5 separate regions of the Sus scrofa genome follow, and all the other regions are linked to region 1. A link is a contact called in public Hi-C and HiChIP or PLAC-seq data. All regions are on one chromosome and are shown on one strand. The core of a region is the stretch at or near the end of the contact, and the rest is flanking DNA. Distances in the headings are between cores, read along the strand shown.

Region 1 (2,736 bases), core at 199-2,698:
GATAACTCTCCTGAGATGTTCCCTTCTAAGCTGGTTATCTGAAAAGTCTCTCTTTGGAGGAGCATAACTCTGTGGCCTTCTCCAGAAATCTTCACCTTAGTAACAAGACAGCATTGCTTCAGCAATTCCATAAACATTGTCATAGGAAGGTGACAAGTAAACGGATTAAAATGACAGTTTTTAACTTCAGGAAAATCATGATACAGTAGGTCCACTAGCATTTACCCACCAGCTTTGCTAAAAAATCAACATCTTTCCTAGTGGGGCAAGTGATGGAAGTTTGGGTAACATGCCAAGAGCCCAATTAGCTTGCAGGGGCTCTTACTGCGTTGTTACTCTTCTTACTTTTCGTGGGCCCTGCTGCCCTTTTCTTTAGTGACTTTTCAAAAAAGATTTGAAGCCAATCTGTGGCTCTTTTTAAAATGGATTTACTTTCACTTCTCTTGGAAAACTGGCAGATACAACACCAGGTATATATCATGAATCCCCGAGTCCAATACTAAATGTTATGTCAAATACAAATCTCCAAAGAGGTTGACGTGTTTTCATCGCATAACTGCGGGTGAACTAAGTCCCCCTGAGTTGGAAGTCTGGGGAGAATATTGTGGCGTCTTTCTTTGTCATTACTGTCTCGGTGTCTTTTCTAGGATTAACCTCCGTGATTCTGTTCAGAGCCCTAGTCCTCTTCAATCTTATTCGGTCTTCTTTGAAGGTGGGCAACAGGCCATCCCCAGTGGTCAAAATAGGTCTCTCGAGAAAGTTGCTGTCTTAAACTAGCCATGATAATAATTCCGCTTCTCCCTTCTCCCAATGTGGTCCTTTTTAAACTTCTTTCCCTCGACCTGTATCTTCTGAGGATTTAGAATGCGGGCCCCTGCCTAGATGTTGGGTCATTTTACCCCTACTAACCAGTAACACACAGAATCCTGGGACCACCAGCCCCCTTTCATTCACCGAGTCTTTCCAAACACCCGCCCCGCGCCCAGGCTCGGCCAATTATAGTACAGCTCCAAAGGGCTGAGCCGAAGACCCATTGGCCAATCAGAAAGGTTACAACACTGAATGACAAGCCACCCAACTAACCAGCGCCAAAGCAGCAGGCCTTGTTGAGGCTCACCCTGCACGACGCAAGAAGCGGCCAACCCCTGCAGAGCCGGAGACCATGGCGACCAATCCGCACCGGTGGGAGATCGTCTCCCGCCCCATCACGGTCGCCCAGCTTGCCCGCCCGCACCCCCTCCATTTCACCTGCTTCTCCTCGCCGGTCTCCTCCGAAGGGTTCTCTTCTTGTTTCTGGGACATGGCGGGGCCGGGACTGTGGAGTGTAGGGGACCCGGGAAGTCAACTGGAGAAGGGAAGGGGGAGGGGACACGGGACAACCTGCGCGGCTTGTTCGGCTCCTGTCACTAGGGTTGCTCAGTCAAAATGGCGGCTCTTGCCTGTGACGTTATGACCGCCCCTTCATGTGCGAGCCAATGGGAGCAGGATAGATGGGGCAATGACGTAACGATCTACCAATAGTTGCTAGCTAAATGTGGGGTCTGTGGAAGCGACGGGCAAGCTGGAAGGCCAATCTGCCAAGGGAATGAACCACAGGGACCAATTGGAAACCCGTGGGGGCTGTTAGGGGGCGGTACGGCTAGGTTTTTTTTTTTTTTTTTTTTTTTTTTTTGCTGCTCTGGTGGGGTCAGGCTTCCTCCGCTCCACCGCCCCGCGCGCAGTAGGCTTTGCTGGGCTTCAAAATGCAGGGCGAGAGGATGTAAGCCTTTTATTGTCAGTTAAAGAGGATTAAACTTTGCTCAGTGTTAGCAGAAAATGATCAATCTCCAGAAATTAATTTAGAGGTCAGAGTGGACTTTAAAGTGGTACTCCACACTACTCCAGTGTGTCACTTGCCATGTGGAGAGACTGAGTCGCCTTGCAGAACACAGATGGCTTACATTCCGTGGTTTTACTTTTATGTACAGTTTTTTTTACTTGTTCAGGGTCGTCCCATGAAGAATAAGCTTCTTTTGAAACAACAAATGTCTAGGTACATGGTAAACATTTAGTAAATACAGTTAACACTTGCTAACCTATCCTGGGTCAGAGTTCAACCGTATTTTTTTAGCATCTGTAGATGGCACTGTATTGTTTTTACAGGGGATACATATGTAGTAAGGCAGTGTCTGCTCTAGAAAGCTTAGTTTAGTGGGCATGTGGGGAGGGTTAGGTTTTTCACAGAGTGCCAGGTGTACCCTAAATCCTTGAGGTTAAATAGACATATCTTCCTAGAGTGTTGGTCAAAAAGCATATTTAAGTATTAAAACAGTCTAATAATAACACTGAAAAATTCACATTAAAATTTAATTTTGGGGTTCCTGTTGTGGCTCAGTGGTAACAAACCTGACCAGGATCCATGAGGATGCGGGTTCGATCCCTAGCCTCACTCAGTGGGTTAAAGATCCGGGGTTGCTGTGATCTGTGGTGTAGGTCGCAGATATAGCTCAGACCCCACATTGCTGTGGCTGTGGCATAGGCTGGCAGCTAAAGCTCGGATCCAACCCCTAGCATAGGAAGTTCCGTGGGCAGTGGGTGTGGCCCTAAAAAAAAATTAATATTCCAGGCAGCCTATTGTGACAGCCCTGGGGCTTTCCGTTCATTTTTTCTGTATAATTAGATATACTTCTAATGGAAAAGTTTGAGAAGCATAGAAAACACAGCTTTTATCATATGAGGCAAAGTCTGGTCAGCATT
Region 2 (2,700 bases), core at 60-2,559, 360 kb after region 1:
TTAACGATCCGGCGGCGTTGCCGTGAGCTGTGGTGTAGGTTGCAGACGCGGCTCGGATCCCGCGTTGCTGTGGCTCTGGCGTAGGCCGGTGGCTACAGCTCCGATTCAACCCCTAGCCTGGGAACCTCCATATGCCGCAGGAGCGGCCCAAGAAATAGAAAAAAATAAATTAAAAAAAATAAAAAATAAAAAATGATAAAAAATAAACAATTTGTACTGATTTACAAATAGCTAATGGGTACCTACTATATGAGGCACTGAGCCAGACAACCTAAGGATGTAAACATGAATGAGATAAGATTTTGACCTTCAAATAAAAAGGGAAGCCGTAAATACCAGTTGGGACATTATGCCCTAAGTCCTTTAAAGAACAAGAGGAGGGAGTTCCCGTCGTGGCGCAGTGGTTAACGGATCCGACTAGGTACCATGAGGTTGCGGGTTCGGTCCCTGCTCTTGCTCAGTGGGTAGACGATCCGGCGTTGCTGTGAGCTTGTGGTGTAGGTTGCAGACGCGGCTCGGGTCCCGCGTTGCTGTGGCTCTGGCGTAGGCCGGTGGCTGCAGCTCCGATTCAACCCCTAGCCTGGGAACCTCCATATGCCGCGGGAGCGGCCCAAGAAATAGCAAAAAAAAAAAAAAAAAAAAAAAAAACCAAAAAAACAAGAGGATCTAGAGAAATCCAGAAAAGAGGGGAACCATGTAAATCTTCCCCATAGGGTTTGAAAGGCCCATCATCAACGACAAAAGCCAAAATCGAATACAAAATGGAGCAGTGATCTGTCCTTTTCTATGTCTACCTATTTTTGAAGGTCTTCTTTCCCAACTTGTCGCTGTCCTTCAGCTTACGGCGAAAGGTGGGTGCAGACAGGAATCAACTGTTTGGTAAACAAAGTGGCTAACTGGATTTGCAAACTCCCGTTCCATCCCCTTTCAGCACCTCCAACCCCCTCAAACAAGACTCCGATATCTGTTTCATTGAGTTGACAGCTCGGCTCTAGGCTCTTTACCTCTAGGCTGTAATTAGAAATGTGTCCGTCGGGCACCAGAGCTCAATTCACGCACAAATCCAGGCAACGTCCCAAACATCTTCGCCCGAGGTTGAGACAGAGAAACAGTTTCCTCTTCAACCTTAAACTGGCCCCTAAACTGGTTGCTTCTAGCTAAATGCAAACCCAAGGCAGAGATCAGTTTCTCTCAGTGGTTCGCCGGGATTCTTGGCGCCAAAACAAACCATCAGGTCCGTCCCCTACCGGAACTATATGACACGTAAGACGCGTAATCGACAATCCTCCGCCTCGCTAAATAGTCCCGTCTGAGATAACATAGATACGCACTACTTCACCTCAAAAGACTTTCGGAGAATAGAAAATGAGCCTCAGGGGTGCATCACCCTTCTGTTCGAGTGCAAATGTGGATTTTCTAACCACATTCTCTTCACAGATTCTTCCGCCAGAAATTATATTCGCCGTCTTCACTTCCGGGTCCGCCATTTTGCAGCCTCCATTTCTCCACGAGGGGGGGTTAAAGGCCCCCAAAATATGTATATATGAAAAGGCCAAAAAGTAACCATCATTGACAGGGAGCTTTAACTAGAGAAGGAAACAGGACCAAACTGGCGGGCTCGGCGAAAGCACAGCCGGCAGCGTCCCGGACGAGGAGGTAAGGAGGGAGGAGAGATGTCTGGGCTCTGGGGGGCGTCAGGGCTGGAAGGAAGACTGCCTTGAGAAGTTGCACCGCCTCCTAGCCCAGCCCCGGACCTCTGGGTGCAGACAGAGCGGCGCCCCTTCACTGGAACGGGGTTAGCTGGGGGAAGGGGACGAAGAGGAAGGGGATGCTGCCGGGAGGAAGGGGAGGGGACTAGGAGGAGGTGAAGAAGGGGGTGGGTGTAAGACCTGGGGCTGGGGAGCCGGACCGAGGGAAGGCAAGGCCACAGAGGTGACCACTAGGGGGCAGCGCGGAGCCCGATCCGGGGGTGGCCCTCTAGGCTGAGACCTTGGCTCCCTGCCACAAGTTGACTCTTCCAGAAAGACTGAACATTGCTGAGGCGCTGGGGGAGTTGTGATAGATGAGAAAACGGAGATTCTAATTCTCTGACCCGAGTGTTAGCCTTAAGATTATTAGTGAGCTCAGTAAACTGAGAAATAGCAGCAAGGGCCCCGCCTCCAGTTCTTGCAGGGTTGTTTGTACAGCTGGCGGCCCAGTGGGGACGTGTGCAATAGAAAAAGGAAAAAAGGTTGGCAAATCATGAGTTCTTCGATTTCATTTCTCCTTGCCATTAGCTTTCTCCTATTCTCACAGATTTTTTTTCCTTATTTTTTAGTTTATTGAAGTCTTGTTGCTTATAATATTGTGATAATCTCATAGATTTCCTTGAGTGAGCAGACATCATCCCATTCCTCTCCCTCTTACCAGAAGGACTTTTCTCTCTCAACTCTTTTTGTTTTTAATTTTTAAAATCAAAATGTCATGCGGAAGTTCCCTGGCCAGGGATCGAAGCCACACCACAGCAATGACCCAAGCTGCTGCAGTGACAACGGGGGATCCTTAACCCTCTGTGCCAGAAATATATTCTTTTTCGTGTTATTTTCCGTTATGGTTTATCAGAGGAAATTGATTACAGTTCCCTGTGCTACAGGGTAGGATCCTGCTATTTATCCATTCTGTATATATTAGTCTGCATCTGCTAATCCCAAACTCTCAGTC
Region 3 (2,700 bases), core at 168-2,667, 300 kb before region 1:
GAGTAAGGAATGGGCTGGAGCAGGAGAAGTAAGAATTGAAACAAAGGCGCCAGAGTTTGTGTAGCAACTACCAAGGTGGGGGTGGGGGGTGGTCTCTCTCTCTCTTTTTTTTTTTAACCTATAAGAGTCCTCTTGACACTACTCCAAATCAGCCTGGTGACAACAGAAATATCCACAGTAGAACCAAAGATATAAATAAAGGCGAGTCCCTGGAGTTTGCCTCCTCTCCTAGATACCAGGGCCTTTGTCCACTTGGGAAGCACAAGGGCCTGGAGGAGCCGCTAACTCAGAACTGAGAAGGTGCTGATTTGGGGCTAAGACACCTTTGTGAAACATTTTTCAGCTGTGTAGCAAAATCCTAAAGCCCACCAGCAGAGAAACACTTCCCAGAAGAAATCAATCACACGTGAATACTTGGAACGAAAACATTAAAAATGAAAGAAATTTTAAAGACAACCAGGAGGTGGCGCCTGGCAAGACACACTACCTGCCTTGGGAGGCTGCGCTGCAGCTGGCCGCTCTGACAACTTTGTCCTGGCAGAGGTCACTCTGTCCGGGCCCTGGGCCTCTCCTTTTCTATTTTGTGAAAGTTGTCTCTGCTTTCTTTCTTTTTCTATTCCTCTGTGTTTACTCTCCTGATCCCCAGGAAGTCTAATTTACACTTTAAGCCTTTTATTCTTCTTAGATGGGATGAGTGGCACTTTGGGAGAACTTCAAAACATAAAATTTATCCATAAGGGAAAATTAATTTGGAGGGTAATGAGAGAATTAAAAAGGAATGACATCTGCAAAATGGCTTTGCTTTGCAGATCAACCACAATGGACAGAAAAGCATGGCGGGCTCCTGCCTCCGCAAGGGCTGATGACCTCGCATATGCGTTATTCTGTTCACGTGTCTTTTATCCCGCTTCCTAGTTTAGCTTCTGCTCCTCTTGTTTTGGCTAGGGATTACTACTTGGCAGGAGCAAGGAGGGCAGAGGGAGCTCAAAAGGGTGCATTCTCCTGGCTGTGACTCCGGTGAAGGGGTTTCAGTGTCTGGCCAGGAGTTATCTGTGGGCTTCACATTCCATAATGAGGGATTTAGGATGTGCATTCCAGTCGGGATTTCCAGTCCTGTGGGGGAACAAGCACCAGCCCACATTCCTGAGACTCGGCAGCCTCTATGCTCCACTCACCCAGCTTTTTGGTGGCAGGTTTCACCCAGTCCCCAAAGTCCTGCCTCAGCCCTTTGTTGGGCAGGAGGAAAGACCCTGGGCCCCTCTCCCTCTTCCACTCCAACTGGATCACATGATCACATGGTCTCTCTCTGCTCCCTCCCCTCTTTTTCTCTGGAGTCCGCCTTTTTTTTTTTTTTTTTTTTTTTTTTTTTGATGGTGGTTGTGATTGTTTCTAAGGTCTCCCTGCCTCTCCTCCTGTCCTGGCCACCCTGCCAGGGGTCAGTGTCCTCTTCAGTGACAAAAGCCGCCCTAGATCTGGGCTCCCTGGGGAGGGAGGTGGTTGGGTCTGGCAGTTGGAGCCGCTGTCTCTCCATGGTGCTGCTGCAGCCCTTCCCCCCGCTGGGCACACAAATGGGCTTTATCCAGCAAACAAAACCACCCCCCACCCAGGCCGCACAGGCACGTGGACCCAGGCCTCACCGTGGGAAGGGGGTGGTGACAGGCGCAGAAGAAAGAGATCTCTCCAAACAAGTTCTCTTCGCCTCACTTCTCTTCCTTATTTTCCACAATCCAGATTTCAGTCCTTGACTTCTTCCCCTCCACCCGCACCCTGAGTCTCCCAACTCCTTCTGGTTACCTCGGTCCTGACTCTGGACTCTTCCTGGGCAGCTCACATTCTGCAGCGGATTGGAAGCAGATCCTCCCAGGGAAAAAGCCAGATGGAGAATGAGAACCCAGGGTCCCCCAAGGGGGCTGGATGAGACCCCCAGGGACTGGACCCCCGAGCCCTCCTTTCCTGCCTCCACCCACTCCAGGGGACACCCTTCTGAACAGTGTCTGTGTGAATAGCAAAGGAAGGAAGAGCTCACCCCAGCTGGGCTCCTGAGCCAGGGCCAGGGCTCCTGTGAAACCCGCCGCGTGCGCTCCGCTCTGAGCTGGGCCATCCTGCATGCTTAATGGGCTATTTAAGGAGTTGTTCGCCAGCAACCCAGTCAACCCCCCCTCCCCACGTACACCCGTCCAGAGCCACCTTAAAAGCAGGAGGCAGTTGTGAAGTTGCTGGCCAGCAAGTGGAGTGAAGACTGCAGAAGGAGATAAAAAAGAAAGAGGGCAGCAAAAGATTTGTCCTGGACACCCAGAAACTCACGGTCCCCCACTGAAAACCAAATCCCCTGGAAGCCTGCAGAGACACAAAGACAGCACGAGAAACAGAGATAAATACACTCAGCCTCAGGAAACTCCTCTTCTCTCTCTCTCTCTTTCCCTCTCTCTCTCACCTCCCAGCCCTCTCCCTACCCTAGTCCTCTGGTCTCCAAACTCCTAGTACCTTGTGCTCCCTCCGGAAATACCATGTTGGTCTTCATCCTCCTGCTAAAGGTGATGTGGATCCTGGCTGCAGAAGACGGTAGGTACATCTGGATGTGTGTCTGTCTGTGCTGATGCACACATGTTGCCATTGCATGCTTAATGGAGAAGGAGGAGTGTACAAGGTAGCCTGGGGGCTAGATTAATAGGCTCAGACTTGGAGGGAGAAAAAAGAGGA
Region 4 (2,700 bases), core at 175-2,674, 280 kb after region 1:
CATGGACGTTCTGACCTCCCTCCCGGACTGGGCACAGTAGGCGGGTAAGAAAGAACAGCAAGACCCTCCGCCCTCCTCCCACTCTAGCCATGGGGCCGTCAGAGCCAGGCAGGGGCCACGCCGCGCGGGCCGGCTGCCAGGCAGAGGGCTCTCGCGCAAGTGATCCCCGGGCTTCTCTACTTTCCAACAAAGGGGCTCCGCCGTCCGCTAGCGGCCCCGCGGCCCCACCTCCTGTTCCATACCTGTTGCCCAGGAGGGCTCCTCCGGGCTCCGGGCGGCGCGCCCAGGCGCCCGGCCAGTCTGCCCTCGGGCGGCGCTGGGGGCCCGGCCGCTCCCGCGAGGCGCTCCGGCCCGCCCTCCCCAGGCCGGCCGCCATGAGCGCGCCGGGCAGAGGCCCCGAGCCCGCGGCGGCGCCCCGCGCCCGGCCGCCCGAGGGTGTGCCCCCGGGCCCCTCTGCCCTCCTCAGCCCGCTCCCTTCCCCACCGGGCCCAGTCCGCCGAGCCGCGTCCGCGCGGCCCCCAGTTCTCGCAACTTTTCCGGGCCTCGTCCCGCCCCACCCCTGCGCGCGGCGCCTCGGGCTCCCGGGCTGGGGTCCCGACTCACTCGGCGGCGGCGGCGGCGGCGTCGCGGAGCTGGCCCGGCCGGGAGCCGCTGCTCCGTCTCTCTTCTCGTCCGAGCTCCGGGCCCCCTCCGAACTGGCTCCGCTCGCTCCTCTCCTCCCCCTTCCGCCCGCCCGCCTGCCCGCTCGCTCCCTCCCTCCTTCCTCCTCCGCCCGCCGCCCGCCGAGCCCAGCCGAGCTGAGTGCGAGCCCAGCCAGCCAGCCCGGGAAAGAAAGGCCGCGAGCAACACAGGAGCCGGGAGACTGGGCGTGGGCCTGCGGCCCGGCGACGGAAAGGGAGAGAAGGGCGGGCGGAGGGGCCCGGGCCTCCGCGCGGGGCAGCCGCGCCCAGCCCCCGCCGCCTGCCGCCGCCCCCTTCCCGGCCCGGGGACCCGAGCCCTTGCGGCGCGGGTTCTGCAGCCGCGCCCACTGGCATCCTGGCATCGAGGGAGAAGCCCCCCGATGAGGGCAGGCAGTGTGGGTTCTCTCCCAGCCCCTTGTCTCTCCGTTAAAGGTTAGATGTAGCCCTGGGGAACCGCGGGACAGACCGGGGACCGCAGAGCGGTATTGCCCCTGCCCCACCCCACCCCGGCCACCCCCAACTGCGGTCCCCGACCTGCACCCGGCTGCAGCCCCCGGTTCCCTCTGCGCGACCGACTGCCACACTTCTCACCTCCAGCCCTACTGGGAGGCAGGAGGGGGCGCAGCCCCTGAGAGTCCTTTCCAAGTGCCGCGCGCCGAGGCCGAGCGCCTCGCCAAGGCCGACCCAGGCAGCGGGCCCTCGAGATTCCGCTGTCCTTCCAGCGCGGAGCCCGCTACCCCTAGGGCGTCCCCCGCCCCAGCCCGCCGTAAAACCCACAGCGTTTCCACCCAGTGCTGTTTAAAACCTACCCGCAGTGGTACACATACCCTCCTGTAGTAGACTCTGAAGGAGCCAACCTCCAACTTTTTAATGTAAAATGCGTTCGAGTTTGCCATCTAGACCACGTTTATCCGTATTTAAATTCATATTGTAAAATGTTTTTCCCTTAGTCTGGTAAAAGCAATGTTTCAGGAAGATGCAAAATGTTTATCCTACAAAATTGGCCTTGATTCGTACAGAGGACAGAGTGTGACCAAAATGTGTCTAAGGGTTTGTTTAGAGAGGGCCCCCTAAGTAGAGGTAATTGAATTCTTTACGGTAATGAAATGGTGCTTTTTATACTGTCACAATTAGAACCTCTGACAGTGGCTGGTTTCAAAGTTTATCTAGTCAAGTTCAGGGGCTTTGACAGTTCTGTTAAGAAAGAATGTATGACCTCACTAATCCAGTTTGAGACCCTTGCTTAAGGCTCTTTCTGGAGAAGGAGGCAGAAGCTGACCTCCAAACATTTCCTTTGCTCTTTGCGGTGAGAGGCCCCAGCCCATGCCAACCTACCACTAGGGAATTCAGACCTGTTGGTCCATTCCCTGGACTCTTCAGCCTTCTTTAGCCCGGTTTTCCAGTTCCCAACAACCACTCTAGCCCTTTATTCCTTTGCCCCAGGCTAAACTCCTTTAATAGCATATCATATTAGCATACCATATCCGGCTACCCCTTCCCTACTGTTACTGCCCCTCCCTCAATCTCCCAATTCCACGGTTCCCTCTACCTTTTCTCCCCCCTTTTTTGGCCGCCCTGTGGCATATCCAACATATCCAGAGGTCACATCCAACCTGCAGTTGTAGCTGTCACAACACTGGATCCTTAGCCCACTGTGCTTGCGTGCCAGTGCTCCCAAAATGCCACTGATCCCACTGAGCCCCAGGAGGACCTCCTCCCTCTACCTTTTTTTTTTTTTTTTTTTTTTTTTTTTTTTTGCCTTTTCTAGGGCCACTCCCATGGCATATGGAGGTTCCCAGGCTAGGGGTCTAATCGGAGCTGTAGCCACCGGCCTACACCACAGCCACACAGGATCCGAGCTGAGTCTGCAACCTACATCACAGCTCACGGCAACGCCGGATCCTTAACCCACTGAGCAAGGGCAGGGATCGAACCCGCAACCTCATGATTCCTAGTTGATTCGTTAACCACTGTGCCACAATGGAAACTCCTCTCTCTACCTTTCTTACGTGCCTTCCCC
Region 5 (2,725 bases), core at 52-2,551, 310 kb after region 1:
GAGAATGAGGGAGCACAGGTACTCAAACAAATCAGGATTTCTCTTTCTTTTTCCTCTTAAATCCAACACATTTTCTCCAGCTGGAATTATCCTCTGGTGGTGAGTGAGAGGTAAAGCAGCCCAGACCCACCCCTAGCCAGCGGCAGTAAGTAGCCAAAAGTTGGAAGAAGCATATACAACTGGTACCCAGCTTCCACAAGACGCCCCCCACCCGCACTCCCTAGGAACTTTACTCTCCCCTCAAGTGCTTTACTGTCCCCCTCTAATCTCTTTCTCGCTCTGATGCAAATCGTCACAGAACTAATGGTTTAGAAGTTCTCCTCAGAGTTAAGTCAACGACGGTGCCTTGTCTACGTGCTAGCAAGGGAGAGGGGGAAGGTGTCATTAAAAGGAAGAAATACAGGGACCCAAGCAGCGTCTTTTACATATTCCTTCTGCCTGAACGCCTCTCAAAATCTAAACGTGTAGAGACCCAACGTGGAAGAACAGTCAGTGTCACCTCCCCAGGGCTAAAGAGGAAACAGAGGACTGGGGATTAGGAGAAGAGGTGAAGGAAATGGTTCAAAGTTTTTACCTTAAAGAAGTGGGTGCTGTTCCAGGACACAGAAGGAGGGTGCAGCTCTGGCAATACGATGGGGCAGGTGGGTGCAGTGAGGGGCGCCACCACACTCCCAGCTGCCTTCCAGCTGTCAAAGCCAGAGCTCGCACAGGTTTACACGGGTTTGTGCGCAGCAGTCTTGGCCGGATGGTGGCCACTTCCGGACTCACGCCCACGGCCGGCCGGGGGCACTGGAAGAGGGTGGAGACCGGCAGGAGTGCAGCCCAGGTACTCCCAGGTCGCTCAGAGCGTCTCCAGGATTTCTGAGTCGCCGAGTCTAGGGCGTGCGCTCCAGGCCCAGTCTAGCGAGCTGGTTTTCAAAGGAAGTTTGTGGGTTTTCTTTTTTCTTCTTTCTCTCTCTCTCTCTCTCTCTTTCCCGTCGGGACAAAGAAAAATCAGTCAAGGACAAGCTTCTGGGAGGAGGAGGAGCCAGGCCAGCACTGGAGGATTTCCATTAGGGCTTTCTGACCTGGTCAGCAGCTTGGTGATCAGCAGTGAGAGAGAGAGAAACAGGAGAGAAAAACAACAGACCCTTTCTCCTCCCTCCGCCTGCCGCTGGAAGGGACGGAGCGCTTGTGCCTCTCTGGTGAGAAGAGGGAAAAGCAAGGGCCCTTGCTGAGTGGGGAGGAGGAGCAGGGCCGGACAGCAGCAGCTTGTTGGATCTGGGCTTTCTCTCTAGGTACAAAAGTCCTTTGCTCTGGATCCACAGAGGCAGGCCAGACAGCGTGATATTAGCATAATTACTCATTTAAAGTGAAAAATCCTTATCCTTTCAAAATCCTTACTATATCTCTTTTTTGTTTGTTTTTTGTTTTTTAGGGCCGCACCTGCGGCACATGGAAGTTCCCAGGCTGGGATCTAATCAGATCAGCAACAAAGGATCTGAGCTGCATCTGCCACCTACACCACAGCCTACGGCAATGCCAGGATCCTTAACCCACGGAGCAAGGCCAGGGATCGAACCCGCAACCTCATGGTCCCTAGTCGGATTCGTTTCCGCCGCACCGCAACAGAAACTCCCTCACTTTTTTTTTTTATAGTTAATAATGATTTTTATTTTTTCCATTATAGCTGATTTACAGTGTTCTGTCAATTTTCTGCTGCACAGCAAGGTGACCCAGTAACACATACACGTATTTGCTCACTTTTTTAGTCTAGAAACCAGTTGGGCTATGCCCCTGGTAGTGCAGAGAGGGTGTGTAAGAAGCCCCAGGCTCTGGGAAGAGTGAAGCAGGGAGAAAACTAGCTGAGCAAGCAGGAGCTTCAATATCCCTCTGCTCCGGTCCTTGTTCCCACCACAGGCCTCAGCTTCTCATCTATCACCTCCTCTCAATTCCGAGCTTGGGGAGCAGGAAAAACTGGTGTGAGGTTGGTGGTAGGAAACAAAGGGATTCATTAATAAATGAGGGAACATTTGATGAAAAGAGTACATTTATCACGGAGTTCCCATTGTGGCACAGTGGTTAACGAATCCGACTAGGAATCATGAGGTTGCGGGTTCGATCCCTGGCCTTGATCAGTGGGTTAAGCTGTGGTGTAGGTCACAGACAAGGCTCAGATCCCATGTTGCTGTGGCTCTGGCGTAGGCCGGCGACTACAGCTCCGATTAGACCCCTAGCCTGGGAACTTCCATATGCCACAGGAAGCGGCCCTAGAAAAGGCAAAAAGACAAAAAAAAAAAAAAAAAAGCACATTTTCTGCAGTATTCTGCACTACCCTGGGGCTGGAAGGTGGTAGTTAAATGTGGTTGGAACCCAACTCTACATTCTGAAAGGTTCCCCCAAGCTCTACTTACATGGCTGCTCCAGGATGAAACTTCAAACAACTCTGAAGGCTGCAGGGGCATTTGGAACAATTAGGGAGGCAGGTGAGCAGAAACCCAAGTTACAACAGTCCGGAAAAAGAAAGAGAATTTGCTGACGCTATAGAAAAAAAGAGGCTATAGAGTTGTAATGGCAGCAACTGGAGTTGGCAAGAGGCTGTAGGAATTAAGAAGAGAGGCCAAAGATTATTACGATGTTTTCATATTCCAATATTTTTATAACATGGATAATCACAAAATTGTGATTGCAATGGGACCGTTTGTTAAAGTAGAGAATTCGAGAAAGTTGAAAAGCCGTTTTTGCC

What was found. A called contact is a pair of places that touch in the nucleus more often than the background predicts. HiChIP or PLAC-seq counts read pairs in DNA pulled down with a chosen protein or histone mark.
Region 2: a Hi-C map of liver shows a contact between it and region 1, with 2.0 times the contacts expected there. The contact joins the promoter of GABPB2 here to the promoter of ENSA in region 1. A contact is called at or near these places in 2 of 47 Hi-C or Micro-C datasets (heart right ventricle and liver).
Region 3: a contact with region 1 is called in a Hi-C map of skeletal muscle, with 2.7 times the contacts expected there. The contact joins the promoter of CA14 here to the promoter of ENSA in region 1. A contact is called at or near these places in 2 of 5 promoter capture datasets (fetal liver and liver) and 7 of 47 Hi-C or Micro-C datasets (embryonic fibroblasts, heart right ventricle, mesenteric adipose tissue and 4 more).
Region 4: an H3K27ac HiChIP or PLAC-seq map of skeletal muscle shows a contact between it and region 1, with 2.8 times the contacts expected there. The contact joins the promoter of CERS2 here to the promoter of ENSA in region 1. A contact is called at or near these places in 2 of 5 promoter capture datasets (fetal skeletal muscle and liver), 1 of 47 Hi-C or Micro-C datasets (liver) and 2 of 2 datasets of contacts at active chromatin or transcription factors (alveolar macrophages and skeletal muscle).
Region 5: a Hi-C map of liver shows a contact between it and region 1, with 7 times the contacts expected there. The contact joins the promoter of MINDY1 here to the promoter of ENSA in region 1. A contact is called at or near these places in 3 of 47 Hi-C or Micro-C datasets (fetal heart ventricle, heart right ventricle and liver) and 2 of 2 datasets of contacts at active chromatin or transcription factors (alveolar macrophages and skeletal muscle).

Annotation. Positions count from the first base shown.
Region 1 is chr4:98,526,614-98,529,349 of Sscrofa11.1, reverse strand. It overlaps ENSA (alpha-endosulfine), which reads right to left and starts at 1,448. Exons shown (of 4, transcript XM_021089895.1): 1 at 1,249-1,448. The coding sequence starts at 1,302.
Region 2 is chr4:98,162,564-98,165,263 of Sscrofa11.1, reverse strand. GABPB2 (GA-binding protein subunit beta-2) reads left to right here and starts at 1,309. Exons shown (of 9, transcript XM_005663482.3): 1 at 1,309-1,656.
Region 3 is chr4:98,827,651-98,830,350 of Sscrofa11.1, reverse strand. CA14 (carbonic anhydrase 14) reads left to right here and starts at 1,417. Exons shown (of 9, transcript XR_002343445.1): 1 at 1,417-2,562.
Region 4 is chr4:98,249,497-98,252,196 of Sscrofa11.1, reverse strand. CERS2 (ceramide synthase 2) reads right to left here and starts at 1,424. Exons shown (of 11, transcript XM_005663490.3): 1 at 1,272-1,424.
Region 5 is chr4:98,217,192-98,219,916 of Sscrofa11.1, reverse strand. MINDY1 (ubiquitin carboxyl-terminal hydrolase MINDY-1) reads right to left here and starts at 1,301. Exons shown (of 10, transcript XM_001929665.7): 1 at 575-1,301. It overlaps PRUNE1 (protein prune homolog), which reads left to right and starts at 1,055. Exons shown (of 9, transcript XM_013997183.2): 1 at 1,055-1,184.